Linked DNA regions of Hordeum vulgare: all the other regions are linked to region 2. The links are chromatin contacts, called in public Hi-C maps. All regions are on one chromosome and are shown on one strand. The core of a region is the stretch at or near the end of the contact, and the rest is flanking DNA. Distances in the headings are between cores, read along the strand shown.

Region 1 (4,118 bases), core at 57-2,556, 920 kb before region 2:
GCGTGCTGTGAATGGCTGTGGCCTGAAAGTGCACAACACTTGCAAGTTCTAGGACTAAATAGGTGCACTTTGCAAGTTGTAGGACCAAACCATCACATGTGCTGCAAGTTGTAGGACTTGGGATGCTATTACCTCCAAATAATATGTGGCGCCAGCAGTGCATGTGCATGCATCACAAGGCAGTGACTGGAGCCTTGTATCAGACATTGCATTGCACTGCACTGTTCCAGCAGCACGCTGGCGCACTGCATGTTCATGTCAATCATGTCCCATATTTAGCATACATGCGCAGAACAACTAAGTAAGCATGCATGCATGCACCTGTAGGACCCCTAGCTGGCCACCTCTTGCGCTTGTGCATACCCTTCTCAACTAAATACCCAGCCAGGGCTTTGTAAGAGGTGCCCTTGTCTTTATTACTCCTCTCTCTCTCTCCTCAAGCTGCATGCATGCATGCCCTACTAGCTAAGCCTGCCACAGGGTGAGATATTGATGGAGATGAGAATGATGGATGCAAGCAAAGGACATACTACAAGGCCTAGCTATTACCTATACACATGAGTGCAGATGTATGTGTGCATGTGTGATGTTTCTTGTGTTTGCTTGCACAAGATTTATGGAGAGAGAGAGAAAGAGAGGCGTGGCTTGCTCCACTAATAATTCATGTAGGTGAGTGCTATTGCTACAGCCTCGATTGACCAGCTAGTAGCGTTGAAACGCCACTGTCTATGGCGTTTGGCGCGTGGGTAGCAACGCCAGCATCACTGGCGTTTCTACATGGACTGCAACTCGACGGTAGACTCGCGTTTGTATGTGGACAAGAAACGTCAAGATAGACTCACATTTCTACGTGAAGAGGCAACGCCACGGGCTGTGGCATTTCTAAAAAGGTCAGACCATAAAATACTTTCAAGTCAAGTTAATTATGTGAATTCTTTTCGTTTTGTGGGCCAGAACAGTGATTTTATCCTGCTACCGCGACAACCACTTGCCACACCATTGCCACGTCAGCACGTTCACTAGAGACCTACCGCCGTTGATCATGATGGTAGCCTTTTATATTCTACCATCAACGTCTATCACGGTAAAAAAATCAGATTCGATGAAATCGTGTTAAAGTTTGGCATCAGGGTGAAAACAGTGAATTTGCGCGCGCTAGGAATAGGATACTCTCGGCATTACCTCAGCCGTTACGTCATGCTCGGCTTGAGACCCATCCAAGCGGTCCCTTTCCGCCAACGGCCGCATCTCCTGTCGGCTGGACCTGCAAGAGATCTCGTGAGACAACTGGGCCAAGCTCAGCATCCCCTTTCCTTTCCCACAGTCGATGGAACCATGGAGAAGCCGTTCTTGTCCGGCTCGTCGACGCGACGAGACTGCCGCTCCAACACCTGGCCCGCGGGCAGCCTCACGCACGCCGGACCCCGCCACGTCGCCGGCCTCAGAGCTCACAGTCATCCACAGAAATATCGGAGCGAGCTACGCGAGTGAGTGACGAGGCAGCTTTCGAACCATCCCTTTCGCGGTTTACTCCCGCTCTCGTGCTTCTTCTCCCACCTTCTTTTTCCGCAAGCAAGCCGTATATGCACGCATTATCTCTTCGACCTCCTCATTCTCCTCTTCTTCTTCTTCTTCTTTTTGTAGGTAGCAGCGCCTACTTTCTACCAGCGACCATTCCGTCTTTTCCACCAGTGACCATTCCACTCCATCACATGGGTCAAGACGAGCGCCAGGATCCAGAGCTGCCGGTCATGGACAAGGAGCTCTCCGGCGACGCGGTAACCTGCGACTACTGCAGCGGCCCACAGGCGGTGGTATACTGCCGGGCCGACAGCGCCAGGCTCTGCTTGCCGTGCGACCGCCACGTGCACGCCGCTAACGCAGTCTGCTCCCGCCACCTGCGCGCCCCGCTCTGCGCCGCATGCCGCGCCACCGGGGCCGTCTTCCGCCACGGCGGCCCCGAATTCCTCTGCTCCAACTGCGACTTCGCGAGGAGCCGGGACGGCGAGCTGCCGCTGCACGACCGATGCACCGTCCAGGGGTATACGGGACGACCGTCGGCGCACGAGCTCGCCGCTCTTCTCGGGGTCCCCGACTTGGACAAACCCTCGGCCGCCAAAGCCGACGACGGTTGGTGGGCCATCTGGGAGGAGCCCCACGTGTTCAGCCTGGAGGATCTCATCGTGCCCACCACTTCTTGCCATGGCTTCCAGCCCCTCGTCACGCCCTTGTCCCCAAAGGTACCTGCTCGCTCGCTCGCCGTCTGCCAAAATTAAATTCTCAAGTTTTCTGCTCTTGCTCTGAATTCTCACACCTAGCTCTAACTGATCTGCAAAAGATCCACAACTCGTCGCCCAATGGAAAGACGAATGATGAGGTCATACGGCAGTTACATGAGCTCGCGGAGGTCGACATGGGCGGCGGTCAGATAACACCTCGTGAGGAGGCAGAGCAAGCTGCTCATCAGTTGCCTTCCTGGACACAGCCACACTACACTGCTGGAAATGGCGATTTTGGCACAGATAACAGCCATGAGGTTGCAACCATGCCAACCCCTGGTTACGAGGTATAAATTTAATCCACGTACTTCAGTCTATCTGACTAATTTCCCCATGCTTGATAGATATATTACTGTGACTGTAGCCAGGATTTTTGTTCCACCACTGCAATTACTCATCAACCAAGAAGAATTTTTGCTCGGATGTTAACTGAATTTGTGTTTAGACAACTGGTAGTATCTGCGGCATATCTATTCAAACGGAAGACACCAGAGAAGTAGAGATATTCTGCACCATATGTGGCCAAGTATTCGCGGCAAGCTTTTCTATCAAGTCATAGCTATGTTGATGAGGCATATATTTTTTTAAGCATCTCCAACATGCGCCCAAAGCGCAAAGCACACAAATTGAGTTTACAATGCATACACATCTAATTTTAGCACGTCGGTGAACGCTGGCTCCAACGAAAACAGCAAAATTTGACGCGCGAGGCATTGCAGCAAACACGCAAAAACTTCAATGAATGCAACGCATTTTTTATCATAAGTTATTTTAAACGATACATAGCATAGTTGCATAGATAGCCTAGATAGAGAGAAACGATAAAAAACGATACATAGCATATCATAGATAGTCTAGATAGATAGAAGACTACTCATCGTCATCAGACTCCGACGTGATGAAGGCGTCAGCCCAGCGTTCATCGTCGGAGGACTAAATTGACGATTCCTTCAGCTTCATCTGAAAGTGTGCGGCTATGCGGCTTGCTTCCGCGTAAGCCTATCTTCACGATAGGCGGCTTGCTCCGCTCTTTCCACCCTCCTTTGCACGAAGAATTCGCGTTCGTTGAGAACGTCGTGCACCACTCCGCCATGGCATGCTCGTCCATCTCAGCAATGCTGAGGCGGTGCTCCCGCCTCCGGTTCCGACGAAGGTCCTCTTCGGTGACAACCCATGGACGAGGAACGAGGTTCTGCGTCCACTCCAGCGTCATCACCTCGGGGAAATTCATCTTCCTACAAGGCCTGTTGAGGCGCCACGCCGCCGCGTCGTACGCGCGGACGACCTCGTGGGCGGTCTTGAACATGTCGAGGCCGAGGCAATTGTCGTCGGATCGGATCTCGACGTAGAAGGTGCCGGAGGGACGTGCGCGGACGCCGCGGTTGCCCGAAGTTCCCCGGCGGCGCGGCGAGAAAAGAGGCAGAGGGGCGCGTGGCGAGGCGAGGGGGCGACGGTTTCGGTGGAAGGGCGCGTGGCAGGCGCTGCATTTTATAGGCGCACTCGAGGTCGTGCCCTAAATCTAGCACGCGCCCACCCGCTTTTTTCCCGTGTGCGCGCAATCGTTTTTCGCACGCCTGAGTTTACCGCTTCCGTTGGAGCGCGCGAAACCGTCCCGCGCACGTTAAAATGGTGTTTTACCGCCCGAGTGTGTTTTTTACAACCGTTATTGGAGATGTTCTTAAGTCCAAATTTCTACAGCTCAACATACATCTCTTGGAGTTACAAGGAACTCACCATAAGTAAGAAGAATCTCCCTAATTCCACTACATTTATTTTCTGAAAAAGGATGAAGGAAGCTGCCGCCCTCTGTATCAATTGATGCATGCAGATATATTATTA
Region 2 (3,885 bases), core at 450-2,949:
CGTACGGCGGCAGGTCGAGGAGGAGGACGGTTGTGACGGTCGTCGGGGAGTCGGGGCGGCGCGGGGCGGCGTCCTTGGGCCGGAGCAGCGGGACGACGGGGCGGCACGGCACGACCTCCTTGGGACGGAGCAGCGGGACGTCGGCGCAGAGCACCTGGTGCCGGATGGAGGGATTCGAGGAGCGGGGTTGAGGCGGAAACCTAGGGGTGGCCGGCGGAGCTCGTGGGCATCGACACGCGGCGCGGGGTGCAGATGCACTGGTGGGTCGCGTACGTGGGAAGCGGCGGTTGGCGACGCCGGACTGTGGTTGTGACGGTGGGGGCAGGCGTGCGGGAGGAGGGCGACGAGGTGGGGGAGGCATCGGGTGGGGGCAGCCGTTAGTGTGGTTGGTGGGCCGATGTCCCCTTTGCCGTCTGCCGTGCTCCCAGGCAGACGGCAAAGGAGTCCGAGGCACACGACAAAGGGGCGGGGAGGTTGGGGTGGGGTTTCGGCCGTTTGGGGGGGGGGGGGGGGCTTTGCCGTTTGCCCGCCCTTTGCCGTCCGCATAGGGCTTCTTTGTCGCCCGCCAGCGAACGACAAAGACGTGGCCGGCGACAAATTAAACCTTTGCCATCAGCCACCTCTTTGCCGTCAGCACTGTGACAGCTGACGGCAAAGAGTACCTTTGCCATGCATCAGCAGACGGCAAAGGCAAGGCAGACGGTAAAATTCTGAATTCCAGTAGTGAGGGATAACTTGATGGAGGAGAGGGATAAATTGAAGGAGGAGAAAAACTACTCACGACAGATAGGACTGAGCTACATAGAGAAGTTGCTCGCATAAAAAATGACGAAGAGAGCAATTTGAAGAAGATTCGCGAGCTAAGGATAATCCTTAATGAAGAGTAGTTTAATTATTTCAGTATCTTTTGTGAAGTTTTAAACTCTGAAGTTTATGAGTATGTTTAGTTGATCAGTATTAAGTTTTAAATTCTTATTAAGTTTATGAGCATGTTCAGTTGATCACTACCTTTCGTGAAATTTAAACTCTTAGTTTATGAAATAGTATTTTTCGTTATAAAAAAACAAATTGCTGGTGTTGGACAACAGCGCACGACAAAGATAATATAGATGTATAGTTGACATTGGCCGTAAGATACTTGTAAGATGATTTTTCTCTCACCTTCATCTTACTATTTATGCTACACGATACTTGTAAGATAATGCATCTGCATTGCGCCTACGTACTCCCTTCATTCCACAATGTAGAGAGTTCGTATTTTTTAAATCTAAGTATAATTTATATATTTAACCAACAAGATCGATTACGACGAAAAAATATATCGCTGAAGCAAGAAAGAATGCCCGTAAAAAAAGAGAGACTATCATCAAGAAAGAAAATTCCCCATCTTCCAGTGACTTTCGTCCGGACGGGGTCAGGTCAGGTCAAGGTCAAGGGGGAGTCAAGTGTGAAAAACCACAGCACCAAGCCGAAAGCTGATGATTGCCAAGGACAGAAGAGATGAATGATGCAGTGACCGCGTGTGGGTAACGATGATTCCCTCGCCATCCTGACATCTCCCTTCCGACAGTGACATTGCCAAAAGAATAGCCTCCGCCTTGAAATCAAGCGAACATTAATTAATTTGATTAGCAATTAATTGGAGACGTGTGAATCGATGGTCTCGAGCCCTAATCCCAGCAGCAGCAGCTCTCAAACTCCATCCCATTACCACATCCCCATTATATAAGGACGCGATTAGGAGCGTCTCCGAGCGGTTCTTTGTGCCACCACCACCACCTATCTATCGCCTTGCCTCGCCTCGCCCCGCCACCTAAAAATTCCCCGGGCACCTACCCTCCCTCTTCCTCGATCCTCATCCCAATCCACCCTTTTCGTTTTCGTTTCTCTATTCGATTCGATTCGAATCTTGCTTCTTCTTCTTCTCGTCGTCTCCACAAAACCAAGAAAGGAATCTCTGTAACGTAATTGCAGCGCCATTATTCGAGGGGGAGAAAGGGGTGGGTTGCTCTGCTTCATGCTTGTTTGCTATCCCTATTCGCTTTTCTCTTGGGTGGGTTGAGTTCTTTCCTTGGGCCTTGCTGGATTTGTTCTGGGATCCAGGGAGGGATACATTGCCTCCTCCTTGCACCTTGCACCATAGCTTCTTTGCCTGCTTCCCACGCGCTCCGCTCCGTTCATCCAAAGATTCGCCATTTCTTTCTGCTCCTACATGCGAGATTCCTTGCTTTCCGCTCCAAGCTTGCCATTCGAATTCCTCATTACTTGAGCGGTGGCGGAGCAAGGGGAATGTCTTTCAGGAGCCTAATTCAGGACATGAAGGACGAGTTCGGGAACATCTCGCGCCACGGCCTGCGCTCCTCCCGCTCGCACCGCGTCGCCGCCGGTGCACCGCGGGTGGTCTCCGCGGGGCTGGCGGACGCGCTGGAAGGGACCTGCTGGGCGCAGCTGCCCCCGGAGCTCTTGCGGGAGGTGCTGGTGAGGATCGAGAACTCCCAAGGCTGCTGGCCCTCCCGCCGGGACGTGGTGGCATGCGCCGGCGTCTGCCGGGCCTGGAGGGGCATCATGAAGGAGGTCGTGCGCGTCCCGGAGGCGTCCGCCAAACTCACCTTCCCTATCTCGCTCAAGCAGGTTCATCACCTTATCCTCGCTCACTCATGCTATCAAGTATCAACTACGTATGTATTATTAATAATTAATTAATTGTGTCATAGCTTCATTGCCGTCGCCCGTCGTGCTTTCAGAGCATCTTCAGCCGCGCCCCTAACAGACCCCCAAAGGCACTTTTTTAATGCCGACGCAAAAAAACAATCCAGTCGTGCGTCCGGAAGCCTGTTTGTTGGTTAGGGTCGATTTTGCCGCCGGCGGACCCAGGCCAAACCCGGTGTGCTGGGGCACCGGGGTCGCAGGGGAACCGGGGTCGCAGGGGGGAACGTTTTTGGGGCGAACTCTTTGTGAACTCTTTGTCGTCCTCAACGTCTCGTTTTCTCGCGCGGAATCAATGCGAAGGCTGCCGTCGGTCAACCTTCAATTGATTCCTCACGGGCGGTGCAGTGAAGTCGCTCCGACGCCCGTCCCGCCTCCTCCCGCCACGCGTACGCACGGCTGTCGCCCGCTCTCTGCCCACCGGCGGCTATATAAGCAGTCCCTCCCTCGCCGGTGGCCGCACACCTCTCGTCACAGCCCTTCTCCCTCTCTCACCGCCGACGCCCCTCTCCCCCTTTCGCTGCCGACGCCCCTCTCTCCACCGACGACCATTGTCGAGCGCTACCCCGGTGACGGAGCGGCGGCAAACGGCTTCGGCCGCCGCCACCTCCACGAGTCCGAGGCCCGCCTCCTCTGCGAGGCGGACTACCCGGCGGCACCGGATATGCGGGTGCCGGGCTAGTGGAGGCTGAGCGCCGGCGGAGTCCCGGTGCCACTGCCGCCCTCTGGAGCTCACCGGCGTGCAGAGAGCTCGCGGAACCAGCCGAGGTACGCCCCCGACAGCAACACGTTGTGGACGACATACTTCGAACGCCGCCACGCCGAACAGCTTGCCGCCGCCAACGGCACTGAACCCCGCGGTCGCTTCAACTCCGAGGGGTGACGCCTATGGTGGGGCGTCCCCGGCTGCACGCTGGATGCCGTCCTCGAGTACATCGAGGACGGCAACTTGCCGCGGTTGGAGTACCCGGCGCCCCCTCCTTCTCCCGCCGCCGTGGTAGTTCATGGACGTCGAGGCGCATGGAGACGACGTCGTTCGGGTCGCCGACGCTCCTCCCCGTCAATCTGGAGCCGCGGGAGATGCCGCTCGGGCGGCGCACGTGCAACGACGCCCTCGTCATCAACGAGGGCGGCGTCCCTTCTCCACCGGCTTCCTCCTCCCGTCTCGTCAAGCCGAAG
Region 3 (4,198 bases), core at 842-3,341, 710 kb before region 2:
GCACAAGGAAGACCACACCTGCAATATTCTCCATACCCGCTTGGCAAGCAGAGCCTGGTTGAAAGCCTCCGGATCTCTAAATCCCATACCTCCCCGTCGTTTAGAATTATATGTTGTCCCATGCTATCCAATGCACCTTTCATTCCCCCGTTAACTGCACCCCACCAGAACTTTGACGAGATCGAAACCAGTTCCGACACCTTTCACTCCCCGTTAACTGCACCCCACCAGAACTTTGACGAGATCGAAACCTGTTCCGACACATCTTCTTTGTGAGGTGAAAACAGCTCATGCTGAATGTTAGAGTGGCATGAAGAACAGACTTTACCAACACTTCTCTAGCTGCCTTAAAAGACCTTGCCCCTTCCATCCAGTCACCTTCCCTTTAGAACACCCTGTCACATATTTAAAAGTACCATCTTTAGATTTCCCAACCACCGTTGGTAGTCCCAGATATCTCTCGCTTAGAGCTTCCCAATCATATTTTATGACGGATTGCCCATGGTTGCCCATGTTTTGTTATTTTGTTTGTTGATGTTTTTGACTTTGTTGCCTTGCTCAACTGTAATACGAGTTGATTGTGTGCATCGCCATGATGCAGAGAGCAGTGGTTTCAACCTCCTTAAGAAATCTTGATCTATAAATGATTTCATATAGCAAAATTCTCCACCCTCAAATTAGACAACGCCTTGCATGGTACATTTGGGCTACTAATTGTGTTGGAAATATCAACATGTCAAAAGCGTCACTTACAAGCCGGAAGGCCTAGAAGATGGTCTGCTCGCCCAGCTCCTGCCCCGCCATTCCTTCCCTTATTACCTTGTCGAAGAAGTGCTCAAGCGTGTCTGTGCCATAGCTCGGCGTCTTGTCGTCACTGTACTCCCCGGTTTCGGGATCGAGCACTAGCATGCTCTCCGACGCATAGTACCTCCCAATTTTGCCGAACTCGGCGGCATCCTCCAGCCCCGGGAACACCTTGGCCAATCCATCGAGCACCCAGATGACACCATCCATGATTTGAATGGGCACCTTGATGAACTTGGGTTCGCGCCCGAGCAGCCGGAACAGCATCTCCCCTTGCTCCAGCGGCGTGAGGGCCTTCCCCGGCCCTCCAATTGGAAGCACCTTGTTAGCCTTTTCCTCGTCGAAGATGCAATCGGCGATGAAGGAGGCGAGATCCTCCTCGCTGATAGGCTTGCAAGCGCAGAGCTTGCCGTCGCCAAACATGACGTAGGGATTGCCCTTCTTGACGGTTTCCACCTGGCCGCCTAGGCTCTTGAAGAAGGCGGTGGGGCGGACGATGCTGTAGGTGAATGCCGGGTCCCGCGCCGCCTCGGCGGCGAGCTCGTCCTCGAACTTGAGCTTGGCGCGCTGGAACTCGAGGAGCGGCTTCTGGACGCAGACCGCGGAGAGGAGGACGAAGTGGGCGGCGCCGAGGCTGCGCGCGGCCTGGAGGGTGTGGAGCGTGGCGCGGTAGTCGACGCGCCACGAATCCTGCACCCCGCCGCCGCGGCTGGCGAGGCAGCAGACCGCGGCGTGTACGGGACCGTACTCCGATAGGCCCGCGAGGAGGGCGCCCGGGTCGGTGACATCGGAGAAGACTACGCGGGCGGGGGCGAGGTCGGAGACAACCTCCTCAGGGGAGTTTTTGCCGTGGATGCCGCTGCGGGGGCGGGCGACGGCGATGACGCGGTGACCGCGATAGAGCAGCTCGCGGACGACGAAGCGGCCGATGTAGCCCGTGGAGCCGGTGACGAGGACGGTGGTATCGGAGGGGGGCAGGGAACGGAATGATTGGGCCGCGGCCGGGGAGGGCGACGTCGCGGAGGAGGCGAGGATGCAGCCCCCGCGGCGGCAAGCCTTGGCGGTTGTGAGGGAGAAGGAGAGGAAGCGCGGTGTGGGGCGGGGAGCTGCGACGGCCGTGCTGGTGGGGAGGCGGGGGGAGAGGAGAAGGGCGGCCATCGCGCTCGACGGAAATGCAGTATCGACTATCGAGTGTGGGGAAGCCGGCGAGCGTTTGTGGTGGTGGCTTGGGGAGGCAATCCGGGCGTGTGATTTTCTCGCTTCCGTTCTGGGTTAGAAAAACGTTGACCCTCGGCTTAGTTTCATCTTAGCCACAGCCTAACTTTGGGGGTGTTTATTTAGAGGGACATTTTGCTGAAGGAACTAAAAAACAATTTTTTTTAGTCTTATGTGAAAGAAACATGAAGAACTTTTAGGGACTAAAAAGGGGTATTTGAAACTAAATGAAGAAGTCCTTATAGAGGGTGTTTTTAAGACTTTTTTGGTATTTTTTCAACCGTGCCCCTACTTTTAGCATGACATTTAATAACTTCTAATACATTACTAGAGGTAACATGGTCTTTTTGCATGTGATTTAATAACCTTTAGTCTCTGTTTAGTCCGTGGAAAGAAAACTGGTAGGAACTAAGGACTTTTTAGTTGGGACTAAAAAAGTCCTAAGACTTTTTAAAGAAACATGCCCTTTTCCTCCGCTGCACTGTTCCGCTCGGAAAACTAGGCTTGTCAGGTTAGACGGCCGCTCCAATTTAATTTTATTGGGGGTATCCTATACTATCATGTTGATTCTGTGATTCCTCGTTCATCGCTTGGAGTTTCGGGGGATTCGGATTCATACTGATTCGTCATTCTTTCTTTCCGGTTTTGTACAATTCTTGATTTCTCTTTTCGTCTCGAAGGAGATTTTGGTTTGAGCTGAAATCCATTGGCTGATGATGACAACATTTCGTGTGAGCCTCAGTGATAATTGTGCGTATTGAGTAAATGTTTCTGGTGTTACGGGTGGCAAAGATCAATTTGTTGTAGATTGGCCACCGTGCCCGGAATTACACCTCATCGCTTGTAGCCGTTGTCCCGCACATGTTTGCACCTCTTCCCAATCATGATGCTCCATCTGCGACGAATGAAACAACTGTGGTGGTTGTACTGATCATTGTCGTGGCGACGTGCGTGTCAATCTAGATGCAATGTCGATTGACCGTGGTTGTAACGATCGAGACAAATGTGACAACGAAAACAACTCCAAAGATGATTTTTGCATGCGCTTTTTTCGAAACAGGTCGCGTGTCCCGGAGGTCGTGCCGATGGTGGGTACGGAGATGGTAGAGAAGACCGTGGCCATGATGGGCGTCGACGTTGGCACGAGGGCCCCGACGCGCACTCCATCGACAACAAGCTTATCCAGCGCCTACCTCAAGGTGCCGCCATCCCAGACTCTGTTAGGCATGACCGTTGTCGCCCTGCGGACTGCCCGACACACTCTGGCCGCACTGAAGGAGCTACTAGCCCGGTCAACAAAGACACCCATGGCCGCTTGCCCCCTTCCTTGCCGTGATGGACCTCTTATGATGTGATTTATCTCACCTCAGCGACAAGCGAGGATTCTTGGTTACGGTGGATCGCTCCCTATTTCGGGGCCAAGGAACGACATGCAGTTGTGTGCCCTGCTTTGACTCTACATACGTCAACGCCTCGTCGTACCACGACCGTGGATGTCATCGAGACCATCCTGTCCTATCGTGCAATGCAAGACATCGGAGTTGTTGCTCCATCTCCTTCCTTTGAAGCTAAGACGGTCACCCCTATCTTTGTCCCGGTGGTCATCCCTGTTGCTGGCGGTGCGAGACTGTCGCCGTGCTCCCCCTTGTTTATGGCCTGCCAACCCCCCACGCTCACTGCACGAAGCTCGCCCTCCCCAAGGCCAAGTGTAACGCCCAAGATGCAATCCTATCCTTAATTTGGTGCGAGGGCCTCGTCAGGGATAGAAGCGCATCTCGTCGTTTCGCAAGAATGGATATCGTTACAAGTACATGTACTGAAAAGATGAGATATATGGAATTGGCTTACACTCGCCACAAGCTACATCAGAGTCACATCAGTACAATACATAAACATCATGAAGAAGAGCAGGGTCCGACTACGGATGAAAAAAAAACAAGAAAAGAAAACGACGTCCATCCTTGCTATGCCAGGCTGCCGGCCTGGAACCCATCCTAGATCGATGATGAAGAAGAAGAAGAAGCAACTCCAAATGAACAATCAACGCGCTCGCTTCAAGTAACCTTTACCTGGACCTGCAACTGGTGTTGTAGTAATCTGTGAGCCACAGGGGACTCAGCAATCTCATTTCCAAAGGTATCAAGACTAGCAAAGCTTAAAAGGTGAGGTATGGTTAAGT

What was found. A called contact is a pair of places that touch in the nucleus more often than the background predicts.
Region 1: a contact with region 2 is called in a Hi-C map of leaf, with 6 times the contacts expected there. The contact joins the promoter of LOC123448668 here to the promoter of LOC123448666 in region 2. A contact is called at or near these places in 3 of 6 Hi-C or Micro-C datasets (leaf and seedling) and 1 of 1 datasets of contacts at active chromatin or transcription factors (embryo).
Region 3: a Hi-C map of seedling shows a contact between it and region 2, with 7 times the contacts expected there. The contact joins the promoter of LOC123448667 here to the promoter of LOC123448666 in region 2. A contact is called at or near these places in 2 of 6 Hi-C or Micro-C datasets (leaf and seedling).

What each region holds. Positions count from the first base shown.
Region 1 is chr4H:379,080,247-379,084,364 of MorexV3_pseudomolecules_assembly, reverse strand. LOC123448668 (zinc finger protein CONSTANS-LIKE 14-like) reads left to right here and starts at 1,306. Exons shown (of 5, transcript XM_045125631.1): 1 at 1,306-1,487; 2 at 1,645-2,240; 3 at 2,339-2,566. The coding sequence starts at 1,328. LOC123448669 (a long non-coding RNA gene) reads right to left here. Exons shown (of 2, transcript XR_006631897.1): 2 at 4,091-4,118.
Region 2 is chr4H:378,161,658-378,165,542 of MorexV3_pseudomolecules_assembly, reverse strand. LOC123448666 (tubby-like F-box protein 6) reads left to right here and starts at 1,699. Exons shown (of 6, transcript XM_045125629.1): 1 at 1,699-2,631. The coding sequence starts at 2,290.
Region 3 is chr4H:378,867,707-378,871,904 of MorexV3_pseudomolecules_assembly, reverse strand. LOC123448667 (divinyl chlorophyllide a 8-vinyl-reductase, chloroplastic) reads right to left here and starts at 2,091. Exons shown (of 3, transcript XR_006631896.1): 1 at 754-2,091; 2 at 329-395; 3 at 1-251.